2 separate regions of the Lactuca sativa genome follow, and region 2 is linked to region 1. A link is a contact called in public Hi-C data. All regions are on one chromosome and are shown on one strand. The core of a region is the stretch at or near the end of the contact, and the rest is flanking DNA. Distances in the headings are between cores, read along the strand shown.

Evidence for each region. Hi-C and Micro-C count contacts between places; a contact is called where the count stands out from the background.
Region 2: a Hi-C map of leaf shows a contact between it and region 1, with 6 times the contacts expected there. The contact joins the promoter of LOC111892058 here to the promoter of LOC111892041 in region 1. A contact is called at or near these places in 3 of 4 Hi-C or Micro-C datasets (leaf and seed).

What each region holds. Positions count from the first base shown.
Region 1 is chr7:33,495,677-33,503,054 of Lsat_Salinas_v11, reverse strand. It overlaps LOC111892041 (probable serine/threonine-protein kinase SIS8), which reads left to right and starts at 2,358. Exons shown (of 17, transcript XM_023888104.3): 1 at 2,358-2,588; 2 at 3,040-3,337; 3 at 3,429-3,632; 4 at 3,816-4,004; 5 at 4,140-4,396; 6 at 4,681-4,755; 7 at 4,892-4,987; 8 at 5,065-5,154; 9 at 5,250-5,343; 10 at 5,429-5,687; 11 at 5,767-5,890; 12 at 5,982-6,001; 13 at 6,102-6,258; 14 at 6,900-7,188; 1 more. The coding sequence starts at 3,128.
Region 2 is chr7:33,654,563-33,661,959 of Lsat_Salinas_v11, reverse strand. It overlaps LOC111892058 (low-temperature-induced cysteine proteinase), which reads right to left and starts at 2,133. Exons shown (of 5, transcript XM_023888121.3): 1 at 1,594-2,133; 2 at 844-1,085; 3 at 586-726; 4 at 1-322. The coding sequence starts at 2,101.

The sequences.
Region 1 (7,378 bases), core at 1,109-3,608:
TTTTCCTAGCCCTGCGGTATCAGGTGGTACCCTCTCTCTTTGAGGTCGAGGGTTCAAGTCCCGTCGTGGACATAGATGAAATTAGGTGCTAGTTTAGGAATTGATTAATATATTTGTATTTGCCGGTTCAAAAAAAAATTCGATTTTATCCAAATAATGAATAATTACCAAAAAGAATCTTTTTTTTTTTTAATTTTTTTTTATTTTTTTATTTTTTTATTTTATTAGTATCGTTCCATTTCTTTTACGTGGTATGTATAGAAACACTAAACTTAAAGCACGTTGAGTCAGTCAACGTCAAAACCCAATGTTTTCTTTTTTTAATATTATCATTTTACAATGTTTATTTTTTCATAAAATATGGTTGGTTTAATATATTTAGCAGTTCAAAATAATAACAATAATAATATAACCCAACATAATTAAACCAGAAATATTAAAAACATCAATAATATATTATTTAACTATCAAAAGTTTAACCTAGAGATGCAAGCAAATCTTTTTAGATGATATATGTTCAAATCTCTATACTAATAAAAAAGTAGTCCTTTTGTCAAGTGTCATAATATTAGAACTCCTAATTAATATGATGACACTTGTCATTCTATTAATTCTCTATTTTAAATTTATTAAACCTCCTAATTAATGTGATGTTATTTGTCAATCTATTTATTCTTTGTTTTAAATTTTAAATTTTATATTATTGTTTTCATTAGTTCACAAATAAAAAGAGTCTAATATATATGATAAATTAATTCCACATATTTATTTGAATCAATAATTATAATTTTACATAACTAATAAAAAAATCTCTTAATTAATAATGTATTTAAAATTTTATATACAATATTTGATTAATAATTTTGAATTTTTTACTATGAATATTTAATTAATTTTGTAACTGTGGCTTCCACGGATTATAAACTAGTATAGAAATAAAATAGGGTATTACAGTAAATTGGTATAAATATGTTTTTTAATAGCTGGAAATCGGTTTAAATAAGTCATAAGTTGTTTAATGGCGTGTTTGGTAACGGTGTTTGAGAACTTATAGTTTTTAGTATTTAATAAAAAACTCTATTTAAATAAAAACATTCGTTTAGGAGCACTACGAAGATTTAGCTTTTAGTTTAAATAAAAAACTTAAAATCTAAAAGCTACTCCATATAGCTTTTAAAAAAAACTAATTCATGTAACTTTACAAAAAAGCTATTGAGCTTTTTTAATAAATTTTCCGAATTATGCTTAAAAATATATTTATATGTTTAAATTTTTAAACAATTATTTTTATATAATTTTGCAAATTTTAAAAGCTTTTAGCTACTTATCCTATACACTCATATAACAAATAAAGCTACAACTTTCAGCTTCCAGCTACCAACTATCAGCTATTAATTTCAAACTAGTTTTGCCAAACACATTCTAAGTAAATTAGAACCTAATCACTTATCAAAAACTTCATATTTAAGCCAATAAAGACTTTAGTGTCATTATATCCAAACACTTAAAAATACTTATTAGTAGTGCCAATCTGCACTAAACCAATAAGCAATTAAATAATCAATCCCAAACAGACCTTAAGTATGTAGATGCCATTGTAAAGGTTGTTCATTCTAATGTATAATTTCATTTTATAACGTTTAAAGGTTATGCGTAGCGGTGGAACTAGGAATTTTGATATGTGATACAAACATAATCAATATATTATATGTAGTTATCAAATATCGGACATTAAAAAACATGTTATAATCACTTTAGTTGGGGGTACAATAACATGAAACATGTTTATATATATATATATATATATATATATATATATATATATATATATATATATATATATATATATATATAACAATTTTTTAGGGTTACTGTAGTACCCCACGCCCCATCTAGCTCCGCCGCTGGTTAGGCAACTATAAATATAAAACTTCTTTAGCTTATTAATACATGAATCATATTATATCTACATGCCGTTCAAAAAATATACTATAAAACATATCATATAGAGGTTGAATTTACAAATTCTTGATCTCAAGTTGGCGACTAGGCCATGCTTAGCAGCGTATGTACCAAATTAGCACACATCAGTGTTTGAATGGTCAATGTTGAACTGTTTTTTCCTTTACAAGTTTAAAATATGTGAAATAATATAATCCAAAAAATGAACTTTTTCCTTGATTTTGATGAAGAAATGCCAAATACCATGAAAGTCGTGGTGAATTTTGAGACGATTGATAGGCCCAAACTGAGGCCTGATCTGATTCGCTTGTCGTGGACTCGTGGGTAACAATAAATTTGAGAGTATTTTAATATTATATTTACGATCGCAGTGTCTCATACTGTTTAATTTACACTCAATAATACAAGAGATAGTCTCCAAGTGACATAATCTTTATTATTATAATTTTGTCGACCGGGTCGTTAACGGCTGATTTACAAGATTAACAGAAAATTTACACTTCTCTCTCTCTCTAATAGAGTTGAAATCAAGCATATATCACGAACTACAAGGGAAAAGAACAGTGAGGAGTGATCAGATTTGAAGAAATATTGTTTGACGATTCAAAATGCCTAGAGATTTACTGGTACATTCGATCTTTTATCCTGTTTCTATTGCATATTCGCTTTGGGTTTCTCCGCCATTACTTTTCTTTTATCATCTAACAATCTTATGGGCGTTTTTGCTCGTTGATTTGCATCGCCATTGACGGGTATATATATGTAGAATACTTTCTTATGGATATTGGTAATGTTTGGTAATGGGTTTTTGGTTTTATTTCTGTGGGAAATGTAAAGGTGCGTAGTGCATACCAGGTGTTTGTAAAAATGCAATACCTATAAAGAATTGAAAAACTGAAGGCTTACATGATTTCTTTCTGTTCCTCTAGTTTTGTTCTTACATGTTATAATGGTTCAATGAAAATGGTTTTGGATTGAGATCAGTTTTTAGCTCTTTATCATGTTGTTCATTAACAGGCCAAATGATGTCTCCATCCATGAAAGACTAACTTTAGCACCCGTTGAAGAATTTTGTAGAAAGGAGTTGAACAAGTAGGACACCTGATTAATGTTTATGGGCTAAGAAGTGGGGCAAAATGATCTTATGTTTTGAATTGCCAAGGAGATGGAGGAAACACAAACAGACACTGTTCAAAACGAATCAAGGAATAAATCTGTTTCTTCTTCTTCTTCAGATGGGGCTCTTAAATTTAAAAGAATGCATAGTGATCGCCACCTGGCGGATTCAGGAGGAGCACAAAGAGTGTCACAAGCCCTTTGGTCAACTGGAAATCTTTATGAGCCAATTCCTAGTGGATTCTATTCTATTTTACCTGTAAGGTGTCCAAATTCTCATTAAAACATACACATAATACAGCTTCACTTCACATCTAACATTCTAAACATGTTTCCATATTCTTTTTTAGGAAAAAAGACTCAAAGAGAAATATGACATGATCCCTTCTCTTGAAGAGCTTCATGTGTTAGAATCAGAGGGGTTTAGGCTCAATGTTATTGTTGTTGATATGCATAAAGATAAGAAGGTGTCAATGTTACAGCAGCTGGCTTTGACTTTGGCAAAAGGGTTGACTTCTAATCCAGCTGCAGTAATTAAAAAGATAGGCGGATTGGTAAGTGATGCTACCTACCTCTTTCCAATATTTATCTAAGTAGTGTTTGTTATGATGATGGAATCATGAAAGAAATGGAGTGATTCATTCCATTCCTTTTCCTTTTCCTTTCTATTCCATTCAACCAAACATACCATAAGTTTTATTAGTTGATTGTAACATGATAATATGTCCTTTTTGTAGGTTTGTGACTTCTACAAACTCCCAAATGTGGAGTTAAATTATGCAAAAACTGCTTGGGAGGAAGTCTACAATGTACATAATCAAGGTATTCAGATGCTAGGTCAAATAAAGCATGGTTTTTGTCATCCACGTGCCATTCTTTTCAAAGTTCTTGCAGATACTGTTGGCCTTGACTGTAGGGTTATGGTGGTATGTTCTCCTTTTTTCATTTTTCTATCATCAAATAGTTATATCATGCCACTTAATCTAGTGTTAAATGCAAGAAATAGCCTTGTAGTTTCATTGTATATCATTATTTCTCTCTCTGTTTTTTTCTGATTGCAGGGTTTACCAAAGGAAGCAGAATCAGAGAGAACAGATTCACACAGGCACGTGTCTGTTATTGTGGAGCTGAATTCTACTGAATTACTGGTTGATATAGTGAGGTATCCAGGACATTTGGTACCCTTTTCAACAAAGGCAGTATACATGTCTCATGTGTATGTCATTGGTCAAGGTGATTCTGGAGAAAATGACTCATGTGATTCTCCTATTGAACCCAACAGTCCTGTACATGGTGCTGCAGAAAACACGGATGAAGGGTAATAAAGTAATTTTACAGTATCATACCATTTCTTACACAAAACAGAACAAGTTGTACTATGTTTGGTGTGCATTGGACTTGGATTGAGACTGATGTCAATAGTATAAAATTTGCCCTTGATATCTCATTTGTGCAAAAGACGTAAATGCCCTCTTCATCTTCACGATCAGAAATAGCCCTAGAAAGCTTGTCTAGTCCCATCTAGTTTAAATTTCCCTTATTTGTGTTTTGTGATATAAAATTACTTTTTGTAGTTAAACTTTTTTTTAAAATTTTTTACAGTGACCCTAATGCAGCAAATGCAACATGGGGGCGCAACAAAAATGCACTTGCTGAACAAAGCACACCCAGTTCAAGGTTCTCTCTTTCCCCTCTTTTATTCAAGGGTATTTCCGTCATTATGCTTAAACTATAAAACATTTAAATCAACAAATCATGTTTACTTTCAGGTTGTTATTTTATCATTTGTTTTTGTTTTATGTTTTACTTTCAGTCCAGAGCATTATTTATTTAGAGGGCATGGAAGATCTATGCTTGGTGGTCATAAAGATTCTCCCAAAGGATATGGACATGGCATGACAGTATCAAGGTTCTTTTTTTTGTTCTTTTTTTTAAATCTAATGCAAAATGTCAATTAAATTTTGTGTTTTTAATATTCTATTCCAGGTCAGCAGGGGCATCACCTACAGGAAGCCGAAGAAGACGAAGGAGAAGTAGTGCTACTATGATTCCAGAAATTGGTGATGACATTGTAAGGTTGATATTTCAGTAACCCTGAATCTAATCATCTATGAATAATTATTGGTTTTTAAATATCAACTTTTTGATAAATGGTGTAATTATGAAAATAGGGTTGTGAGAGCAATGAATGATACTTTGAAGAGAAATCATCCTCCAAGGGAACTTGTTGATGAACATGGCACTAGTCCAGATCATCAGGAAAATGTATGTGTTTCTTTTTTTGTTAGTAAAACTGATGCTTTAATGTTTAATCTTTTTGTTTGTTTATGGAATTTGATGATGATTTCAGGCATCTGGTTCACATAACCATAGGAGGCAAACGAGTTGTCCAAAAGCCATCTCTTTACCTTCATCTCCTCATAAGTATAGGACTCGTGTTCTTGGTTCTGATAAAAATGGAACTGAAAAATTAGAAGGAAATTTCGATATGATCACAGCATGGAATAAGTTGCTTGAATCTTCCTCCATTGGGAATGAACCATGGTTTCCATATCATGAATGGAATATTGACTTTTCTGAACTCACTGTTGGTTCACGTGTTGGCATAGGTACCATCCCTCATCATCATCATCATCATCACCATCATCATCATCATCATCATCATCATAAATGCATTTTATCTTGTAGGGTTTTTTGGGGAAGTTTTCCGAGGTACTTGGAATGGAATAGAGGTTGCTATTAAAGTGTTACTTGAACAGGAAGTAAGTGCGGAAAATATTGAAGATTTTTGCAATGAGATTTCCATATTAAGGTACCTTTCACACAACTTTCCTTCAACTTAAGTCTCAAAAACTCTATTGTCTACTCTGTAGCTGATTTTTTTTTTTTTACTTTTTTTGCAGTCGACTTCGCCACCCAAATGGTATTACATTCTTTTTAATTCAGATAAGATTTTAGCATATTATATTTGTTGTTTGCTGATGACCACACATTCATGTAAACTTTTTTGTTATGTAACGCAGTTATATTGTTCCTTGGTGCCTGTACAACGCCTCCTCACTTTTCATTGATCACTGAATACATGGACATGGGGTCACTATATTACCTGATTCATGTGAGTGGGTTAAAAAAAAGAATTAGCTGGCGAAGGAGACTCAAAATGCTGTGTGATATATGCAGGTATGATCCTAAACCTCCATTTTTTATCATTTTTATTCCCACCTTGTTATGCATGACAAGACATGACAAAACAAGTTGTACTGTGTTTGACGTGCATCAGACTGGGACCGAGACCGATGTCAATGAGACAAAATTGCATTTTTTGTCCCAATTAAGAAGCTGGTACAAGATGAGACATGGACTCGCTCTTGATCTCTTGTTTGTGAAAAAGACGTAAATGCCCTCCTCATCCTTATCATCGAAAATAGCCCTAGAAAGCTTGTCCAATTCCATCCAGTCCTATGAAACAAACGCAGCTGCGCTGCGTTTGTTACACTGGACATGACCGAACTAGACGGGACAAGCTTTTCTAGGGCTATTTAAGGATGAGGAGGGCATTTATGTCTTTTTCACAAACAAGAGATCAAGAGCGAGTCTCTGTCTCACCTTGTACCAGCTTCTTAATTGGGACAAAAAATGCAATTTTGTCTCATTGACATCGGTCTCGGTCCCAGTGCGATGCACGTCAAACACAGTACAACCTGTTCTGTCATATCTTGTCATGCATAAGCATAACAAACGGGGTCTATGTATTTTGTACTATAGAGGTATTTGCTAACAAATCGTAACAATGGTTTGTTTGTTTACTTGCATGTGTATAGGGGTCTAATGTGTATGCATCGAATGAAAATAGTGCACCGTGATCTGAAAAGTGCGAATTGCTTAGTGAATAAGCATTGGATAGTGAAGATTTGTGATTTTGGGCTGTCACGGGTACTAACAACCGCAAACATGAGAGATTGTTCGTCTGCAGGGACTCCAGAGTGGATGGCACCCGAACTCATTCGCAATCAACCCTTTACTGAAAAATGTGATATTTTCAGCCTCGGTGTCATAATTTGGGAACTATGTACTCTTCAGAGACCATGGGAAGGTGTCCCATCAGCCCAAGTATGTCCTTGCTTCTTCTTCTTATTATTTTTTTAATCTGTCTGTGTAAAATGTTGTCTGGATAAATGATGATTAAAACATATTTGTTACAGGTGGTTCGTGCAGTTGGTAATGATGGAACACGACTTGAAATTCCTGAAGGTCCTTTGGGAAACCTAATATCAGGTATGCAATAAAAAAAATTAAGAAA
Region 2 (7,397 bases), core at 884-3,383, 160 kb before region 1:
GACAATATGAGAAGTCACCACACTTGCTAGGTGATGGTGATGGTGGAGGTGGTGGTGGAGATGGTGGTGCCGGTGGTGATGGTGGACTAGGTGGTGGTAGGACACCGGAGGTAGGGTAAAGTGGCTCAAGGTACATCCCACAAACACCATTTTTATTATTGGTGTTCCTTTTCATTAAAATGTAACCTTCCATTCCCCAATAGGTACCCCACTGGTTCTTCACGATCCAATAGTCTTCACCATCTTGCGTACCATATCCAACCACCAGCACTGCATGGTCTATGCTGTTTGGACTGCTTGAGCATTCGCCATCGTAGATACCCTAATAATTAAATAAAGCTAGCTTTATTTGTTGTTACGTTTTAAATCCATTAAGAAATTAAATAAAAGAGCATTTACATGACTTTATATCTATATCATGCCGTTTTTTCTCCATGACACGTTTTTTTGCATTTAAATTTTCAGGATTAATTAAAAGTTGTCATGGATAATTGAATACATACAAACTAAAGCGTTTTTTTGGCGTTTTTGTAAAAATAAACGACAGAAAAAAAATATATAAAAAGGTAGCTATTTTGTACTTACCCCGGTATATAGTTGGAAGTCATAGGCTGAGCCATCAATACCAATAGTAACAGGCTGTTTGGCGACAGCACAAAGGAGTGCGTCTTCATTTTTTGATTCTACTTCCACATAGCTTTCGATTGTTACAACTGATTTTTTCGACTGATCATTTTCGTATTAAATTTGTAATAATTGTACGTTAGTTGATATGACTTAAATAATAAATTTAATATTGAAGTTTTTTAATTAACAAAATGGATAATGTAAGATTGTAAGTACCTTTGTTTTATCGCATTTACCATCCCTACCATTTGAACTAGTATAAGGATAATCGGCTTCAGAATCAATTCCACCATTTTTAATAATCCATCTGTATGCAGTGTCCATGTTTCCACCATTACAACCATAATCGTTTGTGTCACAGTCAACGAGCTCTTGCTCTGACAGGCTAATCAGGTCGCCGGTTGCAAGTGCATGTACACCTTCAATGGACCCGGTTACAGAGAATGCCCAACAACTTCCTATACACGTTATAAATATCCAGATTTAATGCAATAAAATATTTATAATAATTTTGTTGTGTAACTTTTTTTATTGACATGAACAAACATAATCGAACTATTTAATGGTAGTAACACAGACCGATGCTAAAAATCAATAACTATTTTTTTTTAATAAATGTGATTTTATTAAGTATGTGGTTTACAAATTCAAAACGAGCATCTATTTTATTTTTAAAGGCGAATGTTTACATATTTAATGAGTAAAAGTCAAACTACTAACACAAATACGCAACCACCGACTATTTTAAAGTTTGATATAATAATTAATTATTTAAAATATGATATTTTCAATGATAAATCTATAATTTTTCATCGGGACTTTCCCAATATATTATACCTACCCGTGATGAACGTGATATTTTTGTGAGTTCTTTTATTTTACGAATAATAATATATATTATCAAGAAGTTAAACACTGAAATATAAAAATAAATATAAATGAATGAAAAAGGAATTAAATGTTTACCGCACTGTCCTTGGTCCTTGATTGGTGTAACGATTCCCTTGTCTCTCCAATCCAAAGAAGCGGGTGCATCACAAGACTTCGAACTTAAAGTCGTGTTTCTTTTAGCACCCCTCATCTTTAGTTTATTGCTTCTAGGACCCCTGACTTTTGAAAAGTACATCTCTTTGAACTCTTCGTTACTTAGATCAGCAAACTTGTTCAATCCCACCATATGTTCAGTCTCTGATTTCCGTTTCGAGTTCTTCTCCAATATATACTTCAAACTCTTGCGGAAATTCCCAAGCCTTCGTGCTTCTTCTTCTTCATGCGCATATGTTTTTCCATGCATCTCCTTCCATTTTCTGAACAATTCAGTGATTTTTTCGCTTGATAAAACATTGGTTTCTTGATCACCAAGTATGGAGAACTCGGAAGGAAGAGTCGATGATACTGATACAGATAGTGATACTGACAACGATACAGAGATAAACAAAAGAAGAAGAGCGACAGAGGAATTTCGGGTACCCATTGTAGTGACTAAATGAATCTTGAATAGTTTCTTGAAAATGGTTTTCATTTTATAGAGGTTTGAATCTTTTGGCTTGTCCTACCTAACCAATGACTTGGGTGGCCAGTAATTTGGCAAAATTATCTTGAATGTGAAAACACGAGAATGACCTCAATGTCTTTGGAATCAAGTGGTATCCAACGTGGGTATTTTTGTAATTTCATAACGACTAAGAAACATTTTCCTTGTTGGCTTTATATTGGAACACATACTTTCAAATAAACACACTAACACTCCTAATCTCATTTAAATTACGTGCAACATTTTTCTTCTATTTTATATATATATATATATATATATATATATATATATATATATATATATATATATATATATATATATATATATATATATATATATATATATATATATATATATATATTCATTTGAAAACAAGCTAATTTTGTAAGATATGAAGACACGATCCTAGCCACTTATCTTGGAGATCAAAAAAATAATAAAAAAAACATTTATAAAATGCAACATAATAAAAAAAATCCAAAAAAAAAATTTGAATATTATTTTCGTTATTTAATTTATCTAAAATAAATAAATAAATAAATAAAATCATCGTTTTTTTTCGAAATATGAGTCCCGATGAAAATTTCTAATATTCTACTAAAAGAACTCAAACTTTTAGAATAAATATTCTAAAATTCTAATATTCTACTAAAATTGATGGATATTTTAAAATATTCTAATATTCTACTTGAATTTTTAGATTTGTTAGATTATTCTAATACTTTATTAATTTTTTTTAATATTTATAGTTTAATATTCTACTAGAATATTCTAACATTTTAAAAATTCGATTTGAATATTTACAGTATAATATTCTATTATAATTTTTCATATATTTTTTGAAAAAAAAGGTAATTTTTTTATTTTTATTTATTTATTTATTTTGCATAAAAATGACGAAAATAATATTTAAAATAAAATCAAAAATTTTCATTTATTTTGTATTTTAAAAATATATTTTTTTTAATATCCAAAATGAATGGGTAGGATTGCGTCTTCATGTCTTATAAAATATGATTGTCTCACATGAATATATATATATATATATATATATATATATATATATATATATATAAAAGCAACCTTTAAAATACTCTACAAATATATATTTAATAGAAATCAGGTTTAGAAGTTTTAGTCTAATATAGGCTTCAAATACTCAAAACATTAAGTAAGGTAAGGATGCAACATTTTTATACTAAATCTTATAAAGTGTCTTATCTACTCATTAATTGGTGTTTGTATTTAAAATACAAGTTATAGTGATTAAGGCTTAACCCCAAGAGAATAAAAAATATATATATAATTTCTACCAATTAGAAAGTAAATAATATCTAGTAAGGTTTAGATTATCCATTATTATCTCTAAGGCTTTAGATGGTTCTACTGTTTTGTATCTCAACTTTATATTTATAAATTTTGACAAAGGTTTCGCACTTTTGTTTTAACATGTAAAATTTAATTACAAAGACTATAGTTCTTGATAAAGTTGATTGAGTATTTTATGCTAAATCTAGATGTTTATTAGAAAAGAAGTCATACGTCATAGTGTATAGCTCCTTAATAATTATTTTCTCTACAGATCAGTGAAAATATCATTAAGAATCTTTTATGTATAAATAAGATTTAAATGTGGCAAAAAAAACTATATTATTTTCTTTCAAAAATCCATTTCTTGAAGTTGGAATATGTAAATATTATTTACATAATAAAGATATCAATATTATAGATAAGTTTGATTGAAATCAAGTTTTAGTCAAAAGTGTTTACATATAGAACTTACGTATTTAGAAAGCATTCATATTTAATTCTATTAAGAGATCTAATTCTCTAAAATAGAATTTAGTCAAGCTTATCGTTATGAAAAAACGAATAATTAAATGATCACTTATCTAGTCAATTAACTAAGACATATATATTTAGACAGGCTAAACTAAAACATATATTGTTCTAAAACAAATATTGTTTTATAATACAGGTATTTTATGTTCTAAGCATAAATAATTAAATAAACTTCGAGAGTGAAGTTCCAACTTGTTTGTGCTTTGTTGCTTACTCTTGTTAAATATTTGCAAGCCATTTATAAATATTAGATTAACATTAAGTATCAAGTATCCGAGTGTTATATGAAAAGTATAAGTTTTATCTAGTAGATACATGAAGTACTAGTCTCTCCATACTTACTTCTCATATAAGAGAGACAATTCCTCTTCCAGTGTCCTGTTTCTCAACAGAAGAAACATGATCCACGATGCGGGTCTTCTTGGATTTCTTGGGGTTGTAGGTGTGTTTCCTACTCTACCTTGCAACTAGTTGCTACACAATCTCTTATTAAAGAAGAGAATCCATGACTTTGACTTCCAAGAAGTCAAGATTGTGTGTTTTCTACTCGACCTTCCAACTAGTAGTTACAAATATACAAAATGACTACACAAAGTGTCCATTTAATTTGTACATTATATATATATATATATATATATATATATATATATATATCCTTCTTAATAAATGAAGTTTTTTTTGCCACATGTCAATCTTTTATGAGTTTTGACACTTGTCATTTTGTGGTATTTTTGAAATAAATATTATCCACTTGTCAATTTTTGGTTTGCTTCAATTTTTAAAATTAAATTCATATATGTAAACTATTAAATATCATATATATGATATTAAATTGCAATAAATACATTTCTTCATTTTTTATTTTAAAGTTTCACATTAAAAATATTTTTTGTATACACTTTAATGTTTTTTTTTTAAATCAATCCGTGTAATACACGGGTCTCACACCTACTATATATATATATATATATATATATATATATATATATATATATATATATATATATATATATATATATATATATATATATATAGGGTGAGATCCAATATACAACTATAATTAACCAAGGAACCAATCTTTTTTTCAACTTTTAGAACTTATTTTTTATCAAAAAAAAAAAAAAAAAAAAACTAAAATTACAGAAATTCATAACTTTTTATCCTTTTTCCAATGATATAAAATTCGATTTTTTTTTACGTCAAATTCACAATATGAATCTTCGAAAATTCACAACGTGAATCCGGATTCACACGGTGAATCCAAAAAATATTTTTCACATTCACAATGTTAATATATGAATTTAGATATTTTTAGATTTTTTTTCGATAAAGAAAAAGCTCTAGAAATTAAAAAAAATATTTAGTTCCTTGAAAAACCCATAATTATGGTTCTCTATTGAGCTTTTCCCTATATATATATATATATATATATATATATATATATATATATATATATATATATATATATATATATATATATATATATATATATATATAGTTGTGATATGTCTTCGAGCTTAACGTCATTTGTGATGGTTTCGCCTGAGTTAAGCTTGAGAATCACAACAAGGAAAGATCTGACATTAGTTGCGTCTAGTAGGGGGTCCCAGAAAAAGACTCTGACGGTCTAGTCAGTAGTTGTATAAGAGAATTAGGGTTTTATTTGATACACACACACACACACACACACACACACACATATATATATATATATATATATAGAGAGAGAGAGAGAGGGAGAGAGAGAGAGAGGATCCCTTCTTCTGGAGAAGAGGGCTTCTTTTATACCTATCATCGTGGAAGCATGTCCCCCACGTAACTTTTTGTCTTATCTGGGCTGACAAAACATGGAGGCGTTCTATTGGTGGATCGTGCACCACTAGCAGTTATCTACTATTAGTGCAGAACCACCGAAGAGCAGTGCTCTGAGCTACACTTGTCACTCTGGGGAGTGGTTTGGTACTATTTTGGCATATTATAGACCGAGTCCAATTGTTCTGAGTTGGACCTTAGAGCTAGAACAGTGGGGCCTAAGTACGAGGCCACGAGGGCGAGGGCCCGGGCCAAGCACTTAAGTCAAGTAGCAACCGTTAGCTAAGTCGTCCTTTAGTTAACCGTCCCATTTTATTTGATGTATTCCTAGAGGGATGATGTGTGCAAACTCACTTAGTTTTAAACCTACTTTTAATTATCAAATAACACACAAAAGGCAGTGAACCTATCAATTGTGGTATAGCTAAATAAGCAGGGTATCAAACACAGGAAACGGCAAATTAAACTAAAAACTAATTTAATCTAAGTTAATTAAGAAGTAGGGGTTTTTCTCTAGTTTTACAAGACTAGAAACTTACTAACTATTACTAATTTAAGACTAGAAAATAACGACTTAACTAGATTCAATAATTGGGAAGGAACTTCTGTTTAGTTCAATTTGGTTAACTCTATGGTTGATTTCAAGGTAATGGTGCAATGGATTAATTCTTTCGTTGGTTACCGATTCAAGTGATTAGATTCGTATTCACTACCCTAATCCTTAGTAAATAAACTAACTTAAACAGTGGCCAATTGTCTAATTTAATTAAATTCACTAGATTAATTATTCGGGTTAAGTTAGACTTGCAATAGTTAACTAATTCATTCTTTTAATTAACTTCTTGTTTGATGGTCATCTTACAAGCTTGCACATGAATTTACTCAATTTTCTTATTAATTCTAGTTTCATATTCATTAATCCTAGACATATAGCATAGTGATCACATAGCATATGAGGTCAATAATCAATAGATGTTCATGCTAATCAATTATCTTCCTATTAACAGAAAATTAATTATTATTCACACACAAGGTTCTTTAGCAAGCTAAAATAACAAAAATTCACCAACTTGGAATTAATCCTATCAATCAATCAAACCATATTGTCAACTTTGTATCCCCAAATAGAATTCTAAAGGTTTTAGCTCATAATTAAAGTAAATAACAGCAAACAAACAAAGTCAAGTTGCTTAATCATAATGAATAAACAAAAGAATAAGTGGAATGATGAAATTTTGCCTTAATTACTCTCCAAAATTGAATTCTAGCTTCCTTCGTCGTCTTCTAGGGTTTTTCTGGCTTCTCAATCGTAGCAAACTATTTATGAATCGTCCCAGAACTCCCTCCAATCGATCTGTGGAATTATCTTTAAATATACGAATCGACTCATCGAGTCAAGTGGTGACTCGTCGAGTCCCTCTCACATTCCCCGTATTACGATAACTCTCTGGGATCCCGAGTCATTATCTTCTCGATTCTTCGATTGGACTCGCCGAGTAGTTGATCTGACTCACCGAGTAGGTGCCATTTTTAGTGTTTTTCTTCTTTATTTCATTCTTGATCTTCTAACTGTTTCTCCCGC